Regions from separate parts of the Sus scrofa genome. Here region 2 is linked to region 1. A link is a contact called in public Hi-C data. All regions are on one chromosome and are shown on one strand. The core of a region is the stretch at or near the end of the contact, and the rest is flanking DNA. Distances in the headings are between cores, read along the strand shown.

Evidence for each region. A called contact is a pair of places that touch in the nucleus more often than the background predicts.
Region 2: a contact with region 1 is called in a Hi-C map of retroperitoneal adipose tissue, with 2.0 times the contacts expected there. The contact joins two enhancer-like sites. A contact is called at or near these places in 1 of 5 promoter capture datasets (liver) and 8 of 47 Hi-C or Micro-C datasets (alveolar macrophages, embryonic fibroblasts, epiblast stem cells and 5 more).

The regions. Positions count from the first base shown.
Region 1 is chr1:167,302,894-167,307,386 of Sscrofa11.1, forward strand. No RefSeq gene overlaps it. Among named protein-coding and RNA genes, the nearest start is that of RPLP1, 9.1 kb to the left of the region's middle. Within about 2 kb of position 3,003, at least 26 of the 83 cell types and tissues checked have an H3K27ac peak or open chromatin away from gene starts, as enhancers often do. A contact at or near this core is called in alveolar macrophages and retroperitoneal adipose tissue, where this site is marked.
Region 2 is chr1:167,504,786-167,509,225 of Sscrofa11.1, forward strand. No RefSeq gene overlaps it. Among named protein-coding and RNA genes, the nearest start is that of RPLP1, 210 kb to the left of the region's middle. Within about 2 kb of position 2,211, at least 8 of the 83 cell types and tissues checked have an H3K27ac peak or open chromatin away from gene starts, as enhancers often do. A contact at or near this core is called in alveolar macrophages and retroperitoneal adipose tissue, where this site is marked.

The DNA of each region.
Region 1 (4,493 bases), core at 1,753-4,252:
GAGAGGAGAGACTGGACAGGGTGGGAGAGAGATTTTTTCCATTTCATTTTATCCTTTTCCATATTGTTTACATTTTAAAAAACCACAACCATGCATTACTTTTAATAGCTCTTAAGTCTGGTTTAGTAATGATATTGTGGTCTTGGGCACTGGTTAGTGGATTAAGGCAACTAATCTACTGTGAAACCTCTATGTCAGAAGCATCCCAGCACTTTCATTAACCAATAGGAATGGAATGAGACATATTTGTAAATAAGGAATAATGACTCTGTTCCTGCTGTAGGGCCGCTTGAGGGTTGGGGAGCAACAATGAACATTACCGTTAATTTTTCAAAACTTGGAGGGGGCATTAAAATGGAAAAGAAAGGCACTTTATTCCAAGTAGCTCTGGGGGATAGAACGCTGACCAATTTTGAGAGAGTTTCAGCTGAAAAGAAGGAAAAATTTTGCTAGGCATTAGGCTAAGGCTGGGATAAAGAAGACAATGTCTGATTAAGGAACGAGTGTGGACTAGATACCGCTTCCAGCTGTGCAGTCTCTCAGGTCTTTTGGAACACAGGGTTAACCACTCTGATGTCAGACCGCCTGGCTTGACTCATATCCCACTCTATCGCTAAATAAGACTGTGAATTTAGGTGAGTTTGCTAACTTCTCTGGGTCTCAGTTTTCTAACCTCTTTGGCCCCTCATATGCATGATGGGGCTAATGGTGATACCTCCCTCACAGAGTTCTTGTAGGATTAATTGAGATGGTACATGTAAAACACTTAGCAATGTTCCTGTTCAAAAAAATGCTAGTATTTCTTTGTTCTCTCAGATAATGGGTTGACAATTAAAATTTTAAAAAGAGCATCTGAGAAGTAATTCTTAGTATTGGAAGGACTGCTTTATTTTTACACCCTCTAAATAGTTATGGAAACGGTCACATATTGGATTTTCAGGATGAATGGAATTAGTAGACTTGTAGAATTGCATTCTTGCTGCTGGATGGCTTTATTTTTGTTATTTCCGTTTTGTTTTGTTGGTGGCTCAGTGCTGCCCCTGAGTGGACAATAATAGGAATAGTTTGACTCTTAGGAGGAGAGCAAGGGGTGAGGCAGGCAGATAGGGATGGCCAGCTGTTGGCCCTGGGGTGAGCAAGTCAGTCCACACTTTTTTTTTTTTTTTTTTTTGCTTTTTAGAGCCATATCTGCAGCATATGGAGGTTCCCAGGCTAGGGGTCTAATTGGAACTGCAGCTGTCGGCCTACACCAGAGCCACACCAACACCAGATTCAAACTATGTCTGTGACCTACACCACAGCCACAGCAACACAGGATCCGAGCCGCATCTGTGACCCACACCACAGAACAATGCTGGATCCTTAACCCACTAAGCGAGGCCATGGATCAAACCTGCATCCTCATGGATACCAGTCAAGTTTGTTACCGCTGAGCTACAATGGAACTACAGTCCACACGTTTGAAATAAAAGTCATGTTTATGTGCCCAGTAGTGACCCAGTCAAGAGGAAACCAAGTACGTTTTCATATGGTCTTGCTTCCTGTGTAATTTATTTAGCACATTTGACTTTTCCTTTTTTTTTTTTTTTTTTTTTTTTCTTTTTTGGCTGCACCCGAGGCAAATGGAATTCCTGGGCCAGAGCTCAGATCTGAGCTGCTGCCGTGGTAACCTTTAACCCACTGTGCCAGGCCAGGGGTCGTACCTGTGTTCTGGGGTTCCAGAGACAGACACTGCTGATCACATTATGCCATAGTGGGAACTCCCTGACTTCTCCTCTTAATCTGATCAAGTTCATTTCTTGTCTAAAAACAGAGAAGAATATTACTGGGCTGCTGGGCAATGTGGTGTTACCCTTGGCTTTCCTCCAAGGTTGCTGGAAGAAACAGCCACATGAAAACCACTTCTGCTTTTGCCATAAAAATTGTGAAGGCTGTTGTGTTGTTACTGTCTCCTAAATAAGGTCTTAGGTGAAAAATTCTTTTAAATTTAGGACCAGGAGAAAACTGGTGTCCTCCAGGGAGTTGGTAACCATGCCTCCTTTATAATAACAAGAGCTCTGTGACTTATCATGCTCGCCTCTCTGCCTTAGCTGCGGAGAAACAGCACCAGGCTTGATGCCCAATCTCTGCTATTAAATTGATCTAAATGGATAATAGATGTGCTTCCTCATCCTTTTCTTGGTACTGATTAAAAAAATTTTTTTCTGTGGCTCTTATAATGACTTCACTGCATACTTGTACTTTGATCTATGCTCTCGTACTCTTTCAAGAAAGAGGAAAGGAATCCATAAATTAAACAAAAAGTGGAATGTTTCAAGGTGTGTGTGTGTGTGTGTGTGTGTGTGTGTGTGTAAAGATGATTTTAAGTCAATGGTGGCACTTGGGCTTTTCAGCCTAACAAGTTTATGAGTCACAGATTTCAGACCCCAATTTTTTTTTTTTTTAACTTGGGAAAATGAGTAGCTCATGTAAATAAGGCCATCAAGGAAGTTGTGAGGTGTGGGCAAAGGACCAGAAGCTATTAAGGTTTGTTTCCTTAGCCACTACCACTAAGGATAATATTGAGTCAATGTTACCATTTGGAGACGGAAAGTTGGTCACCTATTTGGACCAAAAATATTTCCCCACTGCCGTCTTCGCTAGGGCTTCACTTCCTTGACGTTGTCTTTAAATATAAAAATTGTCCTGGGAAAGTTAAAGACATCCATTCCTTGACACCTCAGAGCAAATGAGATGGACCCTCAGATTCTCCTTTCTGAGGGTTTTTGCAGAGTCTGGCTTTTGCCTCCTCACTAAGAGAGTTGGTTCCTTGGGGGCTGTTAGGTGAGAGGTCCGGTTCTGCTTTAGCTGGTTGTGTGACAGTAAGTCCTGTGACCCCTCTGGGCCCCCTACCCCATGCCCCTTCTGGCCTGCAGGGCTTGCAAAGTCGCTTCTCCTTCACACGCAGCCAATCCCAGCCCCCTCCCAGGGCACCTCCAGGCTGAGCCGGTGGAGTTATTGCCTTCCACCCTCCCGCACACCTCAGCTCCTGGCTCTGTGTACTCTCAAGTAAAGCCTTCCTTCTGTTTACTCAGCAAAGATTCTTTTAAGACAGGCTAAGCACACGGTTTACTCTGCTAACAAGGCTTGCCATTTACCGTGAGGACCTGTGTTGACTTATTCTTGAGTCTCCATTGACATTCACTGGGAAACGTTAACGCAAACACGAGGAGACAACCTGGGAGCTCTAGGCCTGCCAAAGTGCTCTGGAAAGGGCCAGCCTTTTCTGTTTTGGTTAGAACCACCTATTTTAGAGTTAAAATAACAATCATTGACTGCACCACGAGAGTCTCATGATCTCCTTTTCATTTTTTTTTTTTTTTGGTCTTTTTGTTTTTTGGGGCTGCACCCTCAGCATATGGAGGTTCCCAGGCGAGGGGTCTAATCAGAGCTGGAGTCACCAGCCTACACCACAGCCACAGCAATGCAGGATCTGAGCTGTGTCTGCGACCTACACCACAGCTCATGGCAATGCTGGATCCTTAACCCACTAAGCGAGGGCAGGGATCGATCCCCCGTCCTCATGGATGCTAGTCAGGTTCGATAGATAACCTCTGAACCATGACGGGAAGTCCTTCTTTTGGTTTTTAGATTCAGTATCTGGCTGCTTTGGCCGAGGGTTCTAAAAAGCTTGCCATGTTAGTTCTGGATGAGACTGTGTCTGTGCCAGCATCCTCTGGGGACCTGTAGGTTGGGGACCTTGGCACAGCTGCAAAGAACCTGGGCGGGGGCTTCAAGGACAGCTCGGCCCCTAGGTGGCCCTGTGATCTTGGGACAGTTGTTTCTTCTCTCTGGCTCTTGGTTTTCTCATCCCTCAGGTGGAGGGAAGTGGTTTTCTTGCTTATCTCCCCAGCTAGACTGGGCCCCCGGGCCTGAGCACAGGTCCTAAGAGCACTCAAAAATGTTTGTTGACTAAACAGATGAATAAGCCACGCCAGCTGACTTGCTCTTGTGCCTGAATCCTCCCCAAAGATGAGCCTGGCCTTGAGTCACCGTCTGACAAGATCTGTTAATGGGGTCATTGCAGACAACTGCAAACCTTCAATGTCTGAATCAGCCATTGCAGGTGCCAAGGGGTTTCACTTGCCTCTGCCTCCCACCTCCACCCCACCCCCCTCCCTGGGCTCCCCATCCAAGCTGATGCTTGTAAAGGAAACATCTTTTCAAGTGAGGGGACTGTGGATTTGGTTTCTTTGTTGCCTGGAAACTGTTGACATCCCAAGACATTCTGTTGCCTTCGCTGGGTAATGAAAAATTGATGACTTTTTTCTCTGTCAACAAACTCACAGCCTGTTCACCTTGGCTGGGGATGGGTGGGAAGCTTGCTCCTTGCTCCGCAGCTGTTTGCGTTCTTTCAAGCTGTTGGGTTTGCTTTACTTAGGGGTGGGGGTGGAACCAGAGACAATGGGCCCCGTCGAGGGCCGGCTGTGTGCAGGCGGCCAACACGAACATAG
Region 2 (4,440 bases), core at 961-3,460, 200 kb after region 1:
ATTTCTTGGCCAAGGACTCCCTGTATCTGGAAGCATCATGTGACCATGCTGTGCATGGACCATGACAGGACAAGGATGCCTATAACAGATACAGCAGCACAAGATTAAAGCACCCGGGTGGACAGGTCTTGGCATCTGTGGGGAAGGTTGCCAGCAGATAAAGGTTGGGGTTACAGGCTGATTTTAGAGGATCCTCCTTTGCACATTTTAAAAACATGGCCTCTTCTTGATTCTTACGAAAATTAAGCAAGTCAGTGTGTGCAAAAGTACTTTGTAAATAGTAGCACAAGAACAGAAGCGAGTTGTGGCATAAAGAATTTGATGAGAAAATGCCCGCTGATTTTCTACTCCGGCCCCAGCCCCTCTGTTCAAAGCTGTAGGGGAATCAAGTGGGGTTAAGTCTTGGGCTTTCTCAAAGTGAAAGGCTTTACAAACAGCATCCTTCCCTCCCTCTTCCTTCCAACATGCTTTTGTGATGCGCCTAGTATCAGCCACGTGCCGGCAAGGAGTTGAATGACATAGCGATCACCGTCTACTAGGGAGAGACAGGAGCAAAGGAGAGGGTATGAAGCCTAGCCTGGTGGCCAGGGACTGTCACCAAGAGGCAGCTGGCTTCCGTGGGCACGAGGCCGGCGACAGTGCAACAAGCACAGGGAGGCTTCTAGAAAGCTCCAGATCGAGAGGGATGTGGAGGCGGATCTTGAGGAAGGAGCCCGATGAGGAACAGAATCCTCTTGGGGGAACCAGGCAGAAGGAAGAGTGTGCCCAGAGGCGTGGAACCTGTGACTCGCAGCTGCGAACCATGGAGCCCCAAGCCAAGTGTTGGTCCCAGGGTGCGGATCGGCAGTTTGGGAGCTCAGAAGCATTGATGGCCCCAAAGGGAACACACGTGTTGAAATGAACTCCTCAGGGTGACACTGGGGGCCAAGGCTGAGTTGCCCTGTTAAGTAGGGGGTGTAGTGGGAAAAGCACAGGTAGGTCTTAAAGCAGATGGTCCTGGCTTCTAATTCATACCGTGGTACTTGCTACTCCATGACCTTGGTCACCACAAACCCCTCTGAGCCGCAGCTTTATCATGTCTAAACTAGGGACAGGTGACCTGAGCATTACCTTGGAAATCCATGTCCTTGGTTTGCATGGGCGGAGGGATAGAGACCAATTTACCTTGAACACGGCCCTGGGGAGATCCGGAGCATAAGTTATCATCTCAGCCTTTGCAGAGCCCATGGTGTCTCTTCTTGAAAGACAAGAAAGCAGCCAGTTACAGCATGGTCTGAGTTTCAGTGGGCTAAGCAGGGCCAGGAGATAAGGGAACCCAAGGGAAGACATCTTAGCCTGGCCTGGGAAGTCAGTGTTCCTGGAAGCAATGAGTGTGGAACTGGGGGCATTCCTGAAAGTCCAGGCAAAGTTAGCAAGGCAAGGAAGGAAGGAAGCAAAGGGAATTCCAGGCAGAGGGATCAGAATGGGCAGAGGACTGGAGGTAGAGGCCAACTAAGACACAACATGAGAAATGGGGGGCGATGAGCCTGTGGAAGGTAGGCAATGGACTTGAACGCTGTGTCACGGAGCTTGGACTTTATCCTGTATGCAGCAGAGAGTATTTAAGAACGAGAAACACAAGGGAAAGAATGGATCAGGCTCTGCCACGGGTGAGGTCACTGTGAGTGGGCCAAGGGGAGGCAGGTGGCAGAAGCCCTAGATGCCAATGTGGCTGAGGTGGAGCCCCTTGTATGGCAAGTCCAGAGCACCACTGAGGTTCCAGGGACAGAGTGAACAGTCTCCCTCTCCCCCCTCCTTCCCCCCATGCCCCCGCCCCAGCCCTCCCTTGCTCCACAGAGGACAGGGCATGGGGGCCCTGAAGGCTCCCCTGCAGGGTGGGGTCTCCAGAGCAGCCCTCTGTGGGGACGATGGCTTCCTCCAGCCCTGGTGGGCTAGCCAGGGCCCCTTGGCTGCAAAGGACAGCTGTTTGTTCAAGCAAATGATGACCCTGTGGGAAGGACATGGCTGAATTTCACAAAAACCCAAGGGTGAAAATTTCAGCCCCACCTCTGAGGAACTAGAATCAGGAACTACAAAGTCATGCCTGTCCTCCACCCCCGACCCCCAGCTTTTCTTCCTCTTTTTTTCTCTCCATTTCTGGCAGGCTCCCTTGGTTAGGGGAGCTCACAGCTGCCCCGCCTCCTGCTTCCCACAGCCCAGTGTCCCACAGAAGCCAAGCAGAGACTCTCAGCCTAATCTCCCAGCAGAGCATCTGCTTGGCTGAGCCCAGGCAGCAGACTGGGGCCTTGGGCAGGACCCCCACGTGCCTATCAGCCCGGTAGCTGCAAAAGGGGGTGTCCTGGACAGCACGGCTCCCGTGTGGGTGTGTTGGGAAATGCGCTTAAGGGAGGTGTGCTGGCACTAGACAAACCCCCAAAGGTTGTCTGTTCCCATAGACCTTTCCCTGGGGGAATTGGGTCAAAGGGCATTTGGGGCAGGCCCCCCTCAAGATGCACAGTAGCCAGAATCCACAGGGATCTCCATTTACCTCTTCAGAAAGGGAGTCAGAGACAGTGAAGGTAACACCCGGAAAGACTTTGCATTTGTTACAGAAATCTGTAAACTTAGTCTGGGGGGAACTGGTCTTTGGGGTGGAGGGCTGGGTCTCTCGGCTGCAGGCCTAAAGTGCAGGTCCAGAGCCCAGGGATGCAGGGGTGATGGCAGCTCCTGGACGAAGCTTAGCAGCCTGGGCTGGGGACTAAGCAGGGAGAAGCCCATGTTCAGGCCCCCAGCAGCCTGGAGCTGAGAGGGGGCCCAGGGCTTCTGAAGGGGCCCGTGGCATGGTTTTGTTTCAGATTCCCCTTGGCTTCACACTGCACCAGCTTGAGGGACCAGAATTCATTTGGTTGTTTTTCCAAACCTGTAATGCTTTCCCCTTTTCCTTCTCACATGTTGCCAGAAGCTGGGCTTCCTGGGGATCCTCGTAAACCCAGGAGGCTCTGAAATCATCTTCATGTAGCACAGTTTCCCTGAATAGCAAGGGAGGCTGGCTGTAGCTGATGGAGCAGGAAACTGCATGAGCTGCTGGGGCCTGAACGTGGGCTCCCATCCCTGTGCTGGCTGCCCGCCTCCCAGGAGCGAGGCTGTCACAAATCCTCCTGGTTCAACTCTGGCCACCAGGCAATTTAATTAAGCTTGCCAAGTGTCAATTTTCTCATCTGTGAAATGGGACTAAAGCTAGCCCAAAGAGAGGTTGTGGCCCTCAGGATCTGATGGGGCTCCCAGAGAAAGCTTTCGCCATGATGTCCGGCTAGACTCAGTGCTGTTCATAGTTTCAGTTATTACTGTCCCTGCTTTGGGATATACAGCAGGACCTCAGCCCAGGTCCCTTGTAGTTTATGTGTTGGTTTTCAGTAGACAAGTATAATGCATTTGATGTGCTGGTCAGCCCTACCTCCCCAGGGTTTTCTGAACTCCCACAAAGTGTTGCCACCTCTGGGAATTCACTTAGGCTCTTTCCTCCTCTATAAACACTCCTTGGGAGGGCAGCCTGGCCAAGACCTCAAGATCGCCTGGGTGCAGCTCAGATCTGCCCTTCTTCATCACAGTGTGCTGTGGACCTGGGAGGGAATTTACCTCTCCCTCCCCTACTCCTCAGGCTTGGAATCTCAGTGACCTCTGTTAGAGAGGGGCAGCATCCTGCAGTGTGTGACAATGCCTCTTGGAGGTGCCAGTTCCATTCACAACTCTACCTGGGTGACTTGGGCTTGTCTGTGCCTCAGTTTCCCTAGGTATCAGATGGAGGGAAGACAAATAGTACTTTCCTCATAGGGCTGCGGTGAGAAGTTCATACATATGACACTGCAGACACTACCACTTGGCGCCTATTGGCTATTTCTATAGCATCATCTTCAAAAATGAATTGTAATGGCCGTATCGTCTTCTACTGTGTGAGTAGATCATAATTTATCTAGCCAACCCCTGTTGTGGGGCATTTAGGCTGTTTCCAATCTTTCACTCTTATAAATAATTCTGCAGTGAACATCTTGCATATAAATCTTTCTGTTTGTCTAGTGACTGCTTCCTTAGAACTCCTCCAATCTTGCTTGTCTTAGAACAAAGTCGTGTCCCCCCAGACTTTTCAGGGATGCCCTTTGAAATAAAAGTAAAGCCTATTCGCCTTCAGAGAAAGAAACACATGGAATGTATTAACCAAGAACTGGTTCAGGAGGAAGGTAGAAATCGGTTCAAGATGGGTTTGGATCCATTTCAGGATGTCTGACACAGAGTCCATTATAAAGCTCCCCTCGAGCCCCCTTCCCAGAGGAGAGGCAGAGTCTTGATCCTCAGGGACCACCGCTTGCTTTCTTTGAGGCAATTCCTAGGGGCTTTGATGTTCTTGGAATTGGAGAAGCAACATGACAGATCAATAAATGAAGCCAGAGTTTGTGAAAAATGCAG